3 separate regions of the Mus musculus genome follow, and all the other regions are linked to region 1. Evidence: chromatin contacts called from public Hi-C and HiChIP or PLAC-seq data. All regions are on one chromosome and are shown on one strand. The core of a region is the stretch at or near the end of the contact, and the rest is flanking DNA. Distances in the headings are between cores, read along the strand shown.

The links. A called contact is a pair of places that touch in the nucleus more often than the background predicts. HiChIP or PLAC-seq counts read pairs in DNA pulled down with a chosen protein or histone mark.
Region 2: a Hi-C map of LSK cells shows a contact between it and region 1, with 6 times the contacts expected there. The contact joins the enhancer-like site here to the promoter of Mtfr2 in region 1. A contact is called at or near these places in 4 of 39 promoter capture datasets (the C10 cell line, cranial neural crest and liver), 12 of 484 Hi-C or Micro-C datasets (CD8 T cells, LSK cells, Th1 cells and 8 more), 7 of 115 datasets of contacts at active chromatin or transcription factors (bone marrow-derived macrophages, craniofacial prominence, effector CD8 T cells and 4 more) and 2 of 9 other capture datasets (adipose tissue and macrophages).
Region 3: an H3K4me3 HiChIP or PLAC-seq map of bone marrow-derived macrophages shows a contact between it and region 1, with 9 times the contacts expected there. The contact joins the enhancer-like site here to the promoter of Mtfr2 in region 1. A contact is called at or near these places in 2 of 39 promoter capture datasets (cranial neural crest and second pharyngeal arch cranial neural crest), 1 of 484 Hi-C or Micro-C datasets (bone marrow-derived macrophages), 8 of 115 datasets of contacts at active chromatin or transcription factors (the 230-238 cell line, acute myeloid leukemia, bone marrow-derived macrophages and 3 more) and 4 of 9 other capture datasets (adipose tissue, liver, macrophages and 1 more).

What each region holds. Positions count from the first base shown.
Region 1 is chr10:20,345,910-20,350,239 of GRCm38.p6, reverse strand. Mtfr2 (mitochondrial fission regulator 2) reads right to left here and starts at 2,421. Exons shown (of 7, transcript NM_027930.3): 1 at 2,317-2,421; 2 at 1,805-1,905. The coding sequence starts at 2,329.
Region 2 is chr10:21,143,002-21,147,331 of GRCm38.p6, reverse strand. Myb (myeloblastosis oncogene) reads left to right here. Exons shown (of 16, transcript NM_001198914.1): 9 at 892-1,146; 10 at 2,007-2,363; 11 at 4,240-4,330. Among named protein-coding and RNA genes, the nearest start is that of Myb, 16 kb to the left of the region's middle. Within about 2 kb of position 2,266, at least 149 of the 459 cell types and tissues checked have an H3K27ac peak or open chromatin away from gene starts, as enhancers often do. A contact at or near this core is called in adipose tissue, craniofacial prominence, epiblasts and 2 more, where this site is marked.
Region 3 is chr10:20,880,470-20,884,799 of GRCm38.p6, reverse strand. No RefSeq gene overlaps it. Among named protein-coding and RNA genes, the nearest start is that of Gm33510, 44 kb to the right of the region's middle. Within about 2 kb of position 1,994, at least 90 of the 459 cell types and tissues checked have an H3K27ac peak or open chromatin away from gene starts, as enhancers often do. A contact at or near this core is called in the 230-238 cell line, acute myeloid leukemia, bone marrow-derived macrophages and 2 more, where this site is marked.

The DNA.
Region 1 (4,330 bases), core at 1,172-3,671:
CAGCTATGAAGAAGCAATAAAATAATTTTATTTTCAGTCTGGCCTCAAATTCACAGAGACCAACCTGCCTCAGCCTCCCAAATGCAAAAGACTTTTACAAATAGTGAGCCATATGAGAACAAGGATAACAACCCTAACTATGTGGTGATCCTCTGTGTCTTCTTGGGCTCTGACTGAGAGAGTAAAGGACCCCTATGAATACCACACTATCAACGGTGCACTACTGCAGACTCATCCTTCTCACACCGAAACAAAGACTGCAATGTTTACACAGAGGCTTTCTTTCCGGAATTTGGGATTGACCTTGGGAGCCTTGCTCATACTGGGCAAGTGTTCTACCACAGAGCCACGTATCTTATATCCTAGCCCTACTTCATGCCCTTTGACTTTGAGATGGAGTCTCACTAAGCTGCCCAAGAAGGTCTTCAACTCACTCTGTAGCCTAAGGTGACCCTGAAATGTAGATCCCTCTGTCTCAGTCTCTCTAACAACTGAGGCCTGTACTAACACACATGGTGTGACTTTGCTGTTTTCTATCTGCTGCTATGAGAAGCATCATGACCAAAAGCAACGTGGGGAGGAAAAAATGTCATCATGGGAGGAAGTTAGGACAGAAACTCAAAACAAAGCAGGAACCTGGAGGCAGGAGCTGATGGAGGAATGCTGATAACTGACTTGTTCCACCAGCTTTCTTATAAAAATTAGGGCCACCTGCTCAGGGGTGTTACCACCCACAATGGGCTGGGCTCTCCCACATCAATCACTAATTAAGAAAATGCTCGGGGCTGGTGAGATGGCTCAGTGGGTAAGAGCACCCGACTGCTCTTCCAGACTGCTCTTCCAAAGGTCTGGAGTTCAAATCCCAGCAACCACATGGTGGCTCGCAACCATCCTAACGAGATCTGATTCCCTCTTCTGGAGTGTCTGAAGACAGCTACAGTGTACTTACATATAAAATAAATAAATCTTAAAAAAAAAAAAAAAAAAAAAAAAAAAGTATGACTGGCTACCCTTTAAAAAAAAAAAAAAAAAGAAAATGCTCTACAGACTAGCCTATAGCCTGACTTTTGGAAGGCAATTTCTCAATCAGGGTTCCCTCTTCTCAGATCATTACAGTTTGTGTCAAGTTGAAATGAAACTAGCCAGTCACGATTCATCATCATTGAGGGAAGTCAGGCAGGAATAGAAGCAGAAACCCTGGCTCAGGCTCAACTAGCTTTCTTATACAGCTCAGAACTCATTATCCCAAGAATGGTATCCTCCACAGGGCTGGGCCCTACCACAACTATGAACAGTAAGGACACTCACTTAGAGACAGGGCCACAAGCCAACGTAATCTAAGCTATTTCTTGAGGTTCCTCTCCCCATAAGACTCTAATACCGAGTTGACAATAAAAACTAATCAGGGCAGAGAACATGTTCAAAATGGCACACTGTCCATCTGTAATCAGCCATTGGTAGGTGGTGGTGGGTGGTAACACCCCTGAGCAGGTGGCCCTAATTTTTATAAGAAAGCTGGTGGAACAAGTCAGTTATCAGCATTCCTCCATCAGCTCCTGCCTCCAGGTTCCTGCTTTGTTTTGAGTTTCTGTCCTAACTTCCTCCCATTGGTAGGGGGGGGGGATCAGGAGCTCAAGGAACGCCTGAACTGCATAGTGCCCTGCCTGGCTCAAAGAACAAAAACGACCCAAGAATAGCAGCAAAATCCAGACTTTTAGCCTAAGCTGCACCATATCCTGTCTCAAAGCAACGACAATAACGAGACCCAAAAATAAAGTTAGCAAAATTAATAAAAGACTTTTACCTGGTCTACGGGAACACCAAAATATTCCAGCACGTTTCTTAATATATTTAGAATGAAAGACATTGGTGAAGGAAGTTCAAGAAAACGCTGTTCGTTGGTACCTTAGAAGAGAAGTTATCAATTATTACTCTTGACAGGTAACTGCTACATAGACCGCACTAAGGAAACCACAGAGACCTTTCATGACACCATCAAGTGATTGCTCCTGGAGAGCTATTATTTTGAAGAGAGACTTAAAAGGAAAGAAAGAGCACTTTACTAAATTCCATTGCTATCTTACCGTGTGTGTGTGTGTGTGTGTGTGTGTGTGTGTGTGTGTGTGTGTAAAGGGATTGACAAGCAAATGTGCGACAGCCAAGATCACCATCCCTGGAGCTCTGCTGCCCCTGGAGAGAACCGCCCAGCCGCTCTCTTCACCCCGCGAGGAACGCCACCCGCCCGCGCTTCCGTCCGTCCGTCCGTCACCGGCCACCGACCGGAAGCCGAGGCCTAACGGAGCCCGTGCCACTCACCATCCCGCGGCATTGCACGGCGCCAGGCGGCCGGGGAAACTCTCCGGACGCGACCTACAGCCGCAGAGTAGCTTCTTCCCGGAATCGCTCGCCGCTTCCGACTCGACCCCAGCCTGGAATATCAAGCTTCGCGGGCCGGAGTTCGGAGTCTATCCCTATTGGACGCCGCCGGAGGACGCCGCCGGTGATTGGAAGGGTAAGAGCCAATAGGCGCATTCGAAAGGCGCATGCGCACCGTGCCCCCAGCATTCGGAATTGTGTCTTCTGCCTTTGCAACTTGTGCTTCACTCAGTCCTTTGCCAGTAAGGTGTCAAGCCTTCCCAACATTCAACAAAGAATCCGCCCACTTGTAATTGTTTAGTCATTCTGCGAAAATATCTAGCCGTTATGCTAAATGCTGGGATTACTCATGTTGAGCCACACTGTCCAGTCTAGTTGTTTACATGTCTTAGTGTGTGCACGCTACACATGCACATGCCAAAGTACCTGTTTCAAAGCCAAAGGACAATTTGTGTAGGATCCACGGATAGAACTTGAGACCTCAGGTTTGGTAGCAGGCTGCTTGAGCCATCTCGCTGACCCTAAGGCTTTTTTACACCTTTACCTTTCAAACTTTTGAAAGCTAATGAAAAGCAAAAAAGCTTTAATTAATCAAAACCAAAACAAAACCAAAAAACCCTTGTTTTGTATTGACAGTAAGAGATTATGGAAAGCAGAGTTATATACACTGGTCATAGCTATACTCACCACAACCCAATTCACAAATTGATATTTAATTGTAGTAATGTATTTAATTACAAAACCTCAGTTAAATAACTAAAGATTTGGCATGTCATGAGGACATGAGCATTAAGTTTTGAAATTCTTACATTTTCTTTTCCTTTCTTAGGAATGTTTTAATAATCTTAACAATTGCTGGGAGTGGTTGGCGCATGCCTTTAATCCCAGCACTCGGAGGCAGAGACAGGCGGATTTCTGAGTTCGAGGCCAGCCTAGTCTACAAAGTGAGTTCCAGGACAGCCAGGGCTATACAGAGAAACCCTGTCTCAAAAAACCAAACAAAACAAAAAACAAAAACAAATTACATATATATAAATATATGTATATATATAACATATATATATGAATATATGTATATTCTTAAAAAATAATAAGGCTGGGCATGGTGGTGCACGCCTTTAATCCCAGTACTTGGGAGGCAGAGGCAGGTGGATTTCTGGGTTCGAGGCCAGCCTGGTTAACAGAGTGAGTTCCAGGACAGCCAGGGCCACACAGAGAAACCCTGTCTCAAAAAAACCAAAAATAAAAAATAAAAAATAATACAGCATTTCTGAAAAGAAACAACCAAGACTGTATAAACTCTCTGGAGAAATGTGTTTTTTGGTTTTTGGTTGTTTTGGTTTGTTATTAATGTTTTGGGACATGATCGGAAATTAAAGAAAGTTGGCTTTGAAATGCTGCCTTTCCCTCATTTAAGGATCAGATCAACACAGTTCCTCCAAGTCTGTCCTAAGTGTGTGTGTGATGTCTTCTGAGAAGCCACCGCGGGTGCCAGCAATAGCATAAACTGTTTTTGGAGTCTCTTAGATTCAAATGACCAACAACTTAAGTTTCTCATATCCAGTACTGGATTTTTTTTTCCCCCACTATGGCTCTAATGCAGAGCATTATCGCTCCAAGTGGCATAATTTCATTTAAACTATATAGGTATGCATGCACATACTTACTATATCATATGCAAACTTAGTAAATATAAAATTATTCCTTACAGCTTTTTCAAATATTTAGTATTTATCCCTTCTCCATCTGTTCCTGAATTGCACCTTCCATCTATTTTTTTTCTACTTCTTCCTTCTGATCACCTCTATCCTGCCATGCAGAGTGTTCCAAAGAAAGCAGCCATTGAGCAACCAGAATTGGGAGCTGTGCCAGAGAATACAGGTAGGTTATATGTGTCTGAGCCATTTGAGCTGGCTAGTGGATCCTTGGGAGTAAGGGCTCTGTGGTCTGCCAA
Region 2 (4,330 bases), core at 1,017-3,516, 800 kb before region 1:
AGACAACCCCTTCCCTTCTTTTTTTGTACTGACAATTGAGCCTAGAGTCTCAGACATGCTACATTGCACACACACACACACACACACACACACACACACACAGGATCCAGCTCTAGCTCTTGTATAGACCGTTTCTGAATCCTTGAATGGGCAGCTCACGGAAAAAGCAAACTTTGGAGTTTTGGTAGTTTAGCCAAGAAGTGAGTATGTGAAAGGTGATACCCACTAGCGATTCTTCAGGTGAAATGTTCTTTGTTGTTGTTATTAAATAATAAAATAATGTACTTGTGCTAGTTCAACCACTTTTGAACTTTAGTTACTATTTTGCAATTTCTTCTCTTGCATGGACATGCTGTAAGGGGACTTCTGTTAACTTGATCTACTTTCCCAACCACATATACTCTGCAGCTCTAGCTTGCATCAGTGCAACCTATAGCCAAAAAAAAAAAAAAAAAAAAAAAAAAAAAAAAAGAAAAGAATAGAAGCAACAGGATATGTACAGATAGAAGCAATTCTAACCCTTGAATGCTTTCAAGGGCTTAACATGCAAATAGGACCATTCTTAAGTCATAGCAATGGGGAACTGTTTTTAAATTAAACTCCAATGGAATTCTAAGACATCTAAGACTTGTATTTTGTAGCAGTCCCAAGGTTTAACATTTGACTAAAATCTTAGCAACTGAAGCAATCCTCTAGGTATAAATTGGAGAGCTATTGCAAAGCTGTCAAAAAGGAAACATCTTGACAACTGTCTGGCAGGCTTGAGTTTTGGATGAAGCAACCACTTTTTATCTTGCCTCCAACAGCATCTGATACCTTGTGCAACATAGTTGCTAAGTTTCTTCTTCCTTTCTTCTCTCCATCCTTATTTCTACACACCCCCTTCCCCAGACACAGAACCACACTTGCAGCTACCCCGGGTGGCACAGCACCTCCATTGTGGACCAGACCAGACCTCATGGGGATAGTGCACCTGTTTCCTGTTTGGGAGAACACCATGCCACCCCATCTCTGCCTGCAGATCCCGGCTCCCTACCTGAAGAAAGTGCCTCACCAGCAAGGTGCATGATCGTCCACCAGGGCACCATTCTGGACAATGTTAAGAACCTCTTAGAATTTGCAGAAACACTCCAGTTTATAGATTCTGTAAGTAGAATTGCTAAGGCACGTTGATGTTTCTGGAAGAGGAATTGAGAATTGGTATAGCATAAATCATTGCCATTTTCTATAGCAAATACGGTTTGGTCCTACATTCATGTAAAGTGAAAGACTTAGCTTTTACGATTCCACTTCTCTCAGTGGTCTTGATTTTGTAGGCTACCCACCCAAAATTGTTTGCCTTCCAGGTGTGAATTAATGAAGTTCTGACTTACCACAAAGGGCTCAGAATGAGAGCTGTGTCTGAACTATTTTAACAAATTTCTTATATATTTTGCTTACTTCTTTGTGATTCTCTAGAAAATTTCTTTGTTGTTTTGGTTTTGCTTGCTTTTTGTTTTGTTTTGTCTGTTTTGGGACAGCACATTTGGACTTACGTTTCCTCGTAACCTTAAGCTTTCAGTTCAAGGGTGGGGCATATAGATCTCTCTACAGCATACTGTAAATTGATTGACAATCATAGTAACACCAAAATAAACCATCTTGAACCATCTTGAGTGAAACAAATTTGAGTTCAGCAGTCACTCAGTTCATTTTCTTGGTCTCCTAATTGGTTAAAAAGCACTTATTCCCTTCACACGGGACAGGGCCAGCTATTGCCATAATGTATCATCTAGAAATGTTTTCTGTTTGCTTTAAATTGCATGCAAAAGAGAGTGCCTGAGCTCTCCACAGCAGATGTGCAAGACAACCCATGCACCGCTGTAATCCCTGAGCTAGAAAGCAGGCAGGCAGGCAGGCAGGCCCAGCGTTTTCGTCCATTGCTCTTTCAGTGCTGTGTTTGGGTGATGGTGGCGCTGTCACTTGCATACCATCTCAGAAGCTCTGTGCCTCCCACGTTGTTTCAGGATTCTTCGTGGTGTGATCTCAGCAGTTTTGAATTCTCTGAAGAAGCGGCAGCTTTTTCACCTAGCCAGCAGCCCACAGGCAAAGCCTTCCAGCTTCAGCAAAGAGAGGGCCATGGGACTAGATCTGCAGGAGAGCCTAGCCTGAGGGTGACCAGGCGAGTGCTGAGCGAGGCATCCCTCGGCCCAGACTCACCCCAAGCGAGGCACAGCAAGGTTCCGCTGGTCGTCCTACGAAAAAGGCGGGGCCAGGCCAGCCCCCTAGCCGCTGGAGAGCCTAGCCCCTCCCTCTTTGCTGACGTCATCAGCTCAACTCTCAAGCGTTCCCCTGTCAAAAGCCTACCCTTCTCTCCCTCGCAGGTAGAGCACAATTTCTGCACAGCTGTTACTAATTTTCAGCATACACCCGAGCCTTAATAATTAGAAACTAATCTAAATTTGAACAAATGACTAATGACTGCCGTCCTGGCAGATTTAATTCCGCGTTCAATCTCACTGGGGTAGAGGTGGCTAGCTTCCTGGCATTTGGGCTGACACACTGGTGATTTTGTCGCATCTCTTTCTCTCGAAGTCTTGGTGTTTTGGAAAATGGACAGAAAGTTGCATGGGATGTGTTTCCATTTCCCTTTTCACTACATTTCCCTTTTTCCGTCCCTCCCCTCTTCTCCCTTGTCATCCTTGCCTCTTCACATTTTAACACGATGTCTGCCTCTTTGTTCATTGACTACTAAGTGATTTACTGACCCTGGGGAGGAGGGAACCAAATTATGATTACATAACATTTGGATTACAACTAGAAAATGAACCACTATGCCCCTTTTCTAAGTGAGGATGTTTACTGAGATGATGAAAAAGAGATGCTTCTGCAAAATAATTTAACATTTTCAACACTGGGTCTTTTAAATTCTGCTATGGGATTTTGCTAAGGTACCGTTTTCCAAAGAATACCCTTACTTCATATAGTGTTCTTAAGGTATATAACACTATAATGCTTAGCAGAGCCACGTGCTTTCCAAATTATAATTAAGAGACAATTTGGCTCCTTAAATTTTTTTCCCAATTATATCCGTTGAAGATTTGGTACTTTGTTTTACTTTACTTCATTTTAGTAGTAGTAGTAATAGTAGTAGTAGTAGTAGTAGTAGTAGTAGTAGTAGTATTGTGGTTCTTAGAATCTAACCTGGAGCCTCATGTGTGCTAGGGAAGTGCCCTACCACTGAGCTATACATATTTCTGGACTTGTTTTTAAAAGAACTTTAAGTATAGACAAATGATCCCCCCATTCCCCAAAACAATTGGTCTCCACCCCCCACCCACCCCCATATTTTCCTAAACCGTGTTTTGTGAAATCATTTCTGCAAGATAGATGTCTCAGGGAAAATGATCTAGGTAGACATAAACGTTTGGGAAATGCTAACTCGGGCTTTAAACGGCTTCTTTACCAGAGGGTCCTTCAGGCTTGGCGTTTGTTTGGATTTTTTATTCTTTAATTTTTCAGAATGCAGACAGTCTTTTATTCTGCTCAGCTTGCCTTATGCTCCTGAGTTCAAGAGGCGCCCTGGCTTCTGAGTGACTGACTGCAGGCAGCAGCCACTGCTCCTGGCTTCCCTGAGAGCGTTGAGTGTGCTCATCAGTCTACCCAAGAGATAAGATCCATTGCCTTTCCCAAACCTGTGTTACCCTGGGAGCGTCAGGATGCTGAGAGACAAACCTTCTTACTGGATAATTTCCCACATCACGCAAACCTTACACAACAACAGTCTGAGTTATTAGACCATTAAACTGAGAAAACCAAATATGAAAGAAAAAGAAGATAACCTTTTTAATGTTGATCAAGAGCACATATCATTCTCTTAAGTGACAAATGTCATTTACAGAGAAGATTTTCTTTGAATTTTGCAAGGTTTGAAGCTTTGACCCTTTAGATGTTCTTTCTTATAAATCTCTGAACCTTGCCTAATCAGGTGGAATAAATCAATATCCTTGCCAACACTGAAAGATTGTTAACGTTGTCGTAGTTGGGGTTGTGAGTCAGTAGAGGACACTTGCCTGCCATCTGGGTTTGGCTTCAAACTGCATGATCACAGACTCATTATTTAATCAGTTTTTCTTTCTTTCTCTCTCTCTCTCTCTCTCTCTCTCTCTCTCTCCCTTCCTTCCTCCCTCTCTCCCCCCTCCCTCCCTCCTTCCCTCCCTTCCTTTCTTCTCTCCCTTCCTTTCTTTCTTCCATGTTTAGTTCTTGAACACTTCCAGCAACCATGAAAGCTCGGGCTTAGATGCACCTACCTTACCCTCCACTCCTCTCATTGGTCACAAACTGACACCAT
Region 3 (4,330 bases), core at 745-3,244, 530 kb before region 1:
CCCTTAAGACTGAGATTTCGATCTAGGAAATAGACCTTTTCTTGGGTAAGACGAAGTTCTAGATCCTTGCCAGGCAGTCTCTAACTAGTCTGGAATGTATATCTTGAGGGTCCTCGGGTCCTAGAGTTTGTTTAGCTATGGCGCAGGTTAGTATAATTCTGTGCCGAAGTCAAATTTTCACTTTAGCTCTTTTGTTTGTTTTTATGAAGATGGATAAAGTCATTTTCTTACGAGTTGTTCCTAAGAGTCCTATGAGAAACAGCTGCAGCCTTCTCTTCTCTCACGTGTTCATTAGCCACCTGACTTACTCAGTGCTTTCTTCTCTGGGTCACAGTCCTAACTCTCATTTATTACCACTTATTACTTTCCAGTGAAATTCAACGCCCCGATCACCTCAAACTTCACCTTTTTTTTCCATCTACATTTCTCTTATGCAGACTTACATGTGGAAAGATGAAATCGACCAGCTGAACTGGAAATGATAGAGGTTCATTTTTCATTCCACCTTGTAGTGGTTTTAAACATGCTTTGCTTAGGGAGCAGGGCTAATAGGAGGTGTGGCCTTGTTGGAGGAAGTGTGTCACTGTGGGACTGGGCAATGAGACCCTCCTAACCATGTGGGAGGCAGTGTCCTAGCGGCCTTCAGATGAAGGTGTAGAACTCTCAGTTTTGCCTGCACCATGCCTGTCTGGACACTGCCATGCTCCCACCTTGATGATAATGAACTGAACCTCTGAACCTGTAAACCAGCTCCAATTAAATGTTGTCCTCTATAAGAACTGCCTTGGTCATGGTGTCTGTTCACAGCAGTAAATCAAAACTAAGAGACACGTCATACATGTAAGATGGGCTTCACTTTAATGTAAACTTCATCAGAAAAATATCAGGCCACTGAGAGAATGAGAATTGTGACATACGGTTAGATAAAACTACTTCCTTTCCAACACTTCCTCCAACAAAGCCACACCCACTCCAACAAGGCCACGCCTCCTCTAATAAGGACACACCTCCTAACAGCACCACTCCCTAAAACTACTTCATCTGAGGGTTGGGTTCCTGGACAAGGTCTTCTTGTGCTGGATCTTCCTTGGTAACCTTATGTCAAAGTTCTTAGTCATAATCGCGCCCTTCCTATATAAAACATGATTTTGTGATGGTCCTAGGGATTTATCTCAATTAATATTCACAGAAATATTTGTGAAATAAAGTTCTTTCCGATTCTCTTCTCTGCTCTTTTCAATGAGAAATATTCCTTAATGCTACAAATGCACTTGAACGTACCTATCGAAGGTATGTTTTATTATGTTCTGTAAGTGCCTACAGAGCTACAACTTTTTAATGTTGGTTATGATACTATATGCTGAGATTTATGGAGGGAGCTAAAGCCATCTTATTAATAAGAGTTCATAATTATGTAAGACCATAAAGGACATTTTCAGGCAGACTGATTCACCCTTTCCATCAAACCATCATATTGGCTCTAAGACATTGGCTCTAAGAGCTTCTAGCTTTGCTTTTCTGATGAAGTCTGAACTTAAACAAGAAAGGAAGTTCCACCTTCCATGGAAGACACAGTATAAAAAAAATCTCTGAGGCTTTCCTGTTTGGCTGGTATAAACTCCACGCCTGTGTTTATCTCCAGCTCCTCCTGGTTAGGGGGTGTCCGTGTGCCAGTCATAGCTAACATACTTTCTTGAGGTGTCTTTGAACAAAGTCCTTTTGCGACATGCTGTGTGTATTTACTTTGAATGACTGTGAATTTTAAATTTGGATTAGGAAGTTGATAACACGACTGAAATTAATGTCTCTTCTCCATCTTTAATTTAGAGAAGCAGGATGGAGTCCAAATGGGAAAGGAATTGAACATAAGAATCTTCCAGGTTAACCGACCGGGAAGTAGCCCAGAGAAACTGGGCTGACGGGTAGGATCTAAGCACTGTGTTGTGCTTCAGTTTCTTGAACGCTGGCTTCCGGCACCATGATGCAACTGCTATCTGTCTTTATTTCCCTACTGTGGTTTTTGTGGGCTCTTTGCTTTAGAACTGTGTATTGTCTGGAACCCTGTGAGGATGAAACGACATTTTCAGGTTCGCAGTAGTGGCCAGGATCTGTCTGCGTGGTTTTTGATCTTTAGTTTGTGATATTGTGTATAGGATACTTTCTCTAGTTGCTATTATGACAAAGTGAATGCTCCCTTAAGCTGGTTATGAATGGCGTCCATGCTCCACTAAGGGAAAATAATGAAACCATTAACAGGTTAGTTCAAATTAGGTTCTTCTCCCTTTGCTGGTCAGCCAGCCCTGTGTGATTGCCTTGGTTCTCAATTTTATAATGAAGTTCAGGGTCAGTGGGATGTTTCATCAATAAACCTCCTTCCTCATAAGCAGAAACTGCTCAGTTTGATTCCCAGAAGCTATGTGAAGAGACTAGAAATATTGTCACATGCTTGCAGTTCCAGGATGGAGAGAAGGAGACAGGCAGGGGACTCCTGTAGCATATTGGCCAGCTTGCCTAGGCTACGTGAAGAAGCCCTAGGCCAGGGAGATCCCTGTCTGAAACCCAAAAGCTGGAAGATGCCCAAGAAAGGACTTGAGAGGTTGTCCTCTGCTGTCTGCACATGTGCACCCTACACACATATGTACACATCTAGTGAGCCATGCACACACACACACACACACACACACACACACACACACACACAATCTATATGTTTACTGGTTTACAGAAAACAGATGTAATTATGAAATGATAGCTTTGGCACCAACAGGTCAGACTTGGTGGTATACATCTTTAATTCTAGCACTCAGAAAGCAGAGATAAGTAAGTCTCTATGAATTTGAGTCTAGCTTGGGCTACCCAGAGGGTTCCAGGCCAGCCAGGGCTACCTAGTAAGACTTTTAAAAATAACAACAAAAACCATTTTTATTTGTTATTGTGAGTAAGGTCTGTTGATGTAGGTCATGGAATTGTGAACCAATGACAGGTAAACAGCTTATCTGTATTATTTCTTAGGATGCATATGCCACAGGGTTTTTTAAATAATAGAGTATATTTACATCATCCCTTTTATCATTAGAAGGCTGAGGTTAAATAATACTAATGGCTAACACAAAATTCCTTAACTCAAGTTTTGAGGTTCCTAACTTACTTAATTCTATTGACAGATTACTGTTCTTGGTGTGTGTGTGTGTGTGTGTGTGTGTGTGTGTGTGGTGTTTTTGTTTATAGCAATACCTTCCTAAAGCCTATATGAAAATAAGAAAAAAAAAAACAAAAACCTTTTTAGTTAGCCAGCCTGAACTATGTAATGAGTTCCAGGACAGCCTGGGCTACAAAATAGAGCTCCGGTCTCGTGTGTGTGTGTGTGTGTGTGTGTGTGTGTGTGTGTGTGTGTGTGTGTCTAGGGAGTGAGAGTGGAAAGTTGATAATGAGTTCAATTTCTAGTAATAAATTTATTTATGAGATGAAACTGCTCAAAGCAATGTTAAAACCATCATTGGGTGAAAGGTCCCAGGGACTCAGAGTTGTTGCTTTCTAAGGCTTTCCCCAAGCATTAATGTTAATTTTGAATTCATAATAATAATAAAAGGAAATTTGTGTCCCATTGTCAGATATTATTAACTACTAATATGATAAACTGTTTTTAATTAACCAGAATACACTCTTGTAATTACCAAATGCAGACAATTTTGTTTAGTTCTGAGTAAAGTACAACAGCCTGCAACATGCCGTAGAGGTCCTTGCAAATTTTCCTGCCCCTGGCCTCCTGACCTTCCCACAATTCCCTCTTTATGCCCCCCTCACATCTCTGTTTTTCTTGCCTTCTGTAAGAATCTGAACCAACACAGTACTGCAGATGCAAGGAACAGGCTGATTTGATTGCACACCTTCCTCTGCAGCTCTAAGGTGGCCTGTGCTCTTTCTATGGACGATTTCCTACTGTGTGTGGGCCTCTAACTGAACTAAAGTACAAGGGTTACCATTTCTCTACCCTTTTAAGGACAGAGTGGAAAGACTCCAGTGTCTATAGAATTATCTATAGTTTTACAGAGAGAGTAACAATTTAGAATTAAAGTTTTAAGAATAGATAAAGTGAAATATTTAATATCACTTAGTAGGTCTATACTAGTGTGTGTATAATCACACTATTTATGGGTAGATGGTGCTCAGTGAAGGAATAGGGAGGAGATGCAGGCATGAAGTTAATACAAAAATTTGGCCAAGTGACTCTGTCTGCTCTCTGGTTTTAGCCTTAGCCTCTTCTGTCCCCAGTCACCTCCAGTTAAGCACTTCCTGCCAGGTAGCAGGGAGACAGGAAACACCATGTGCT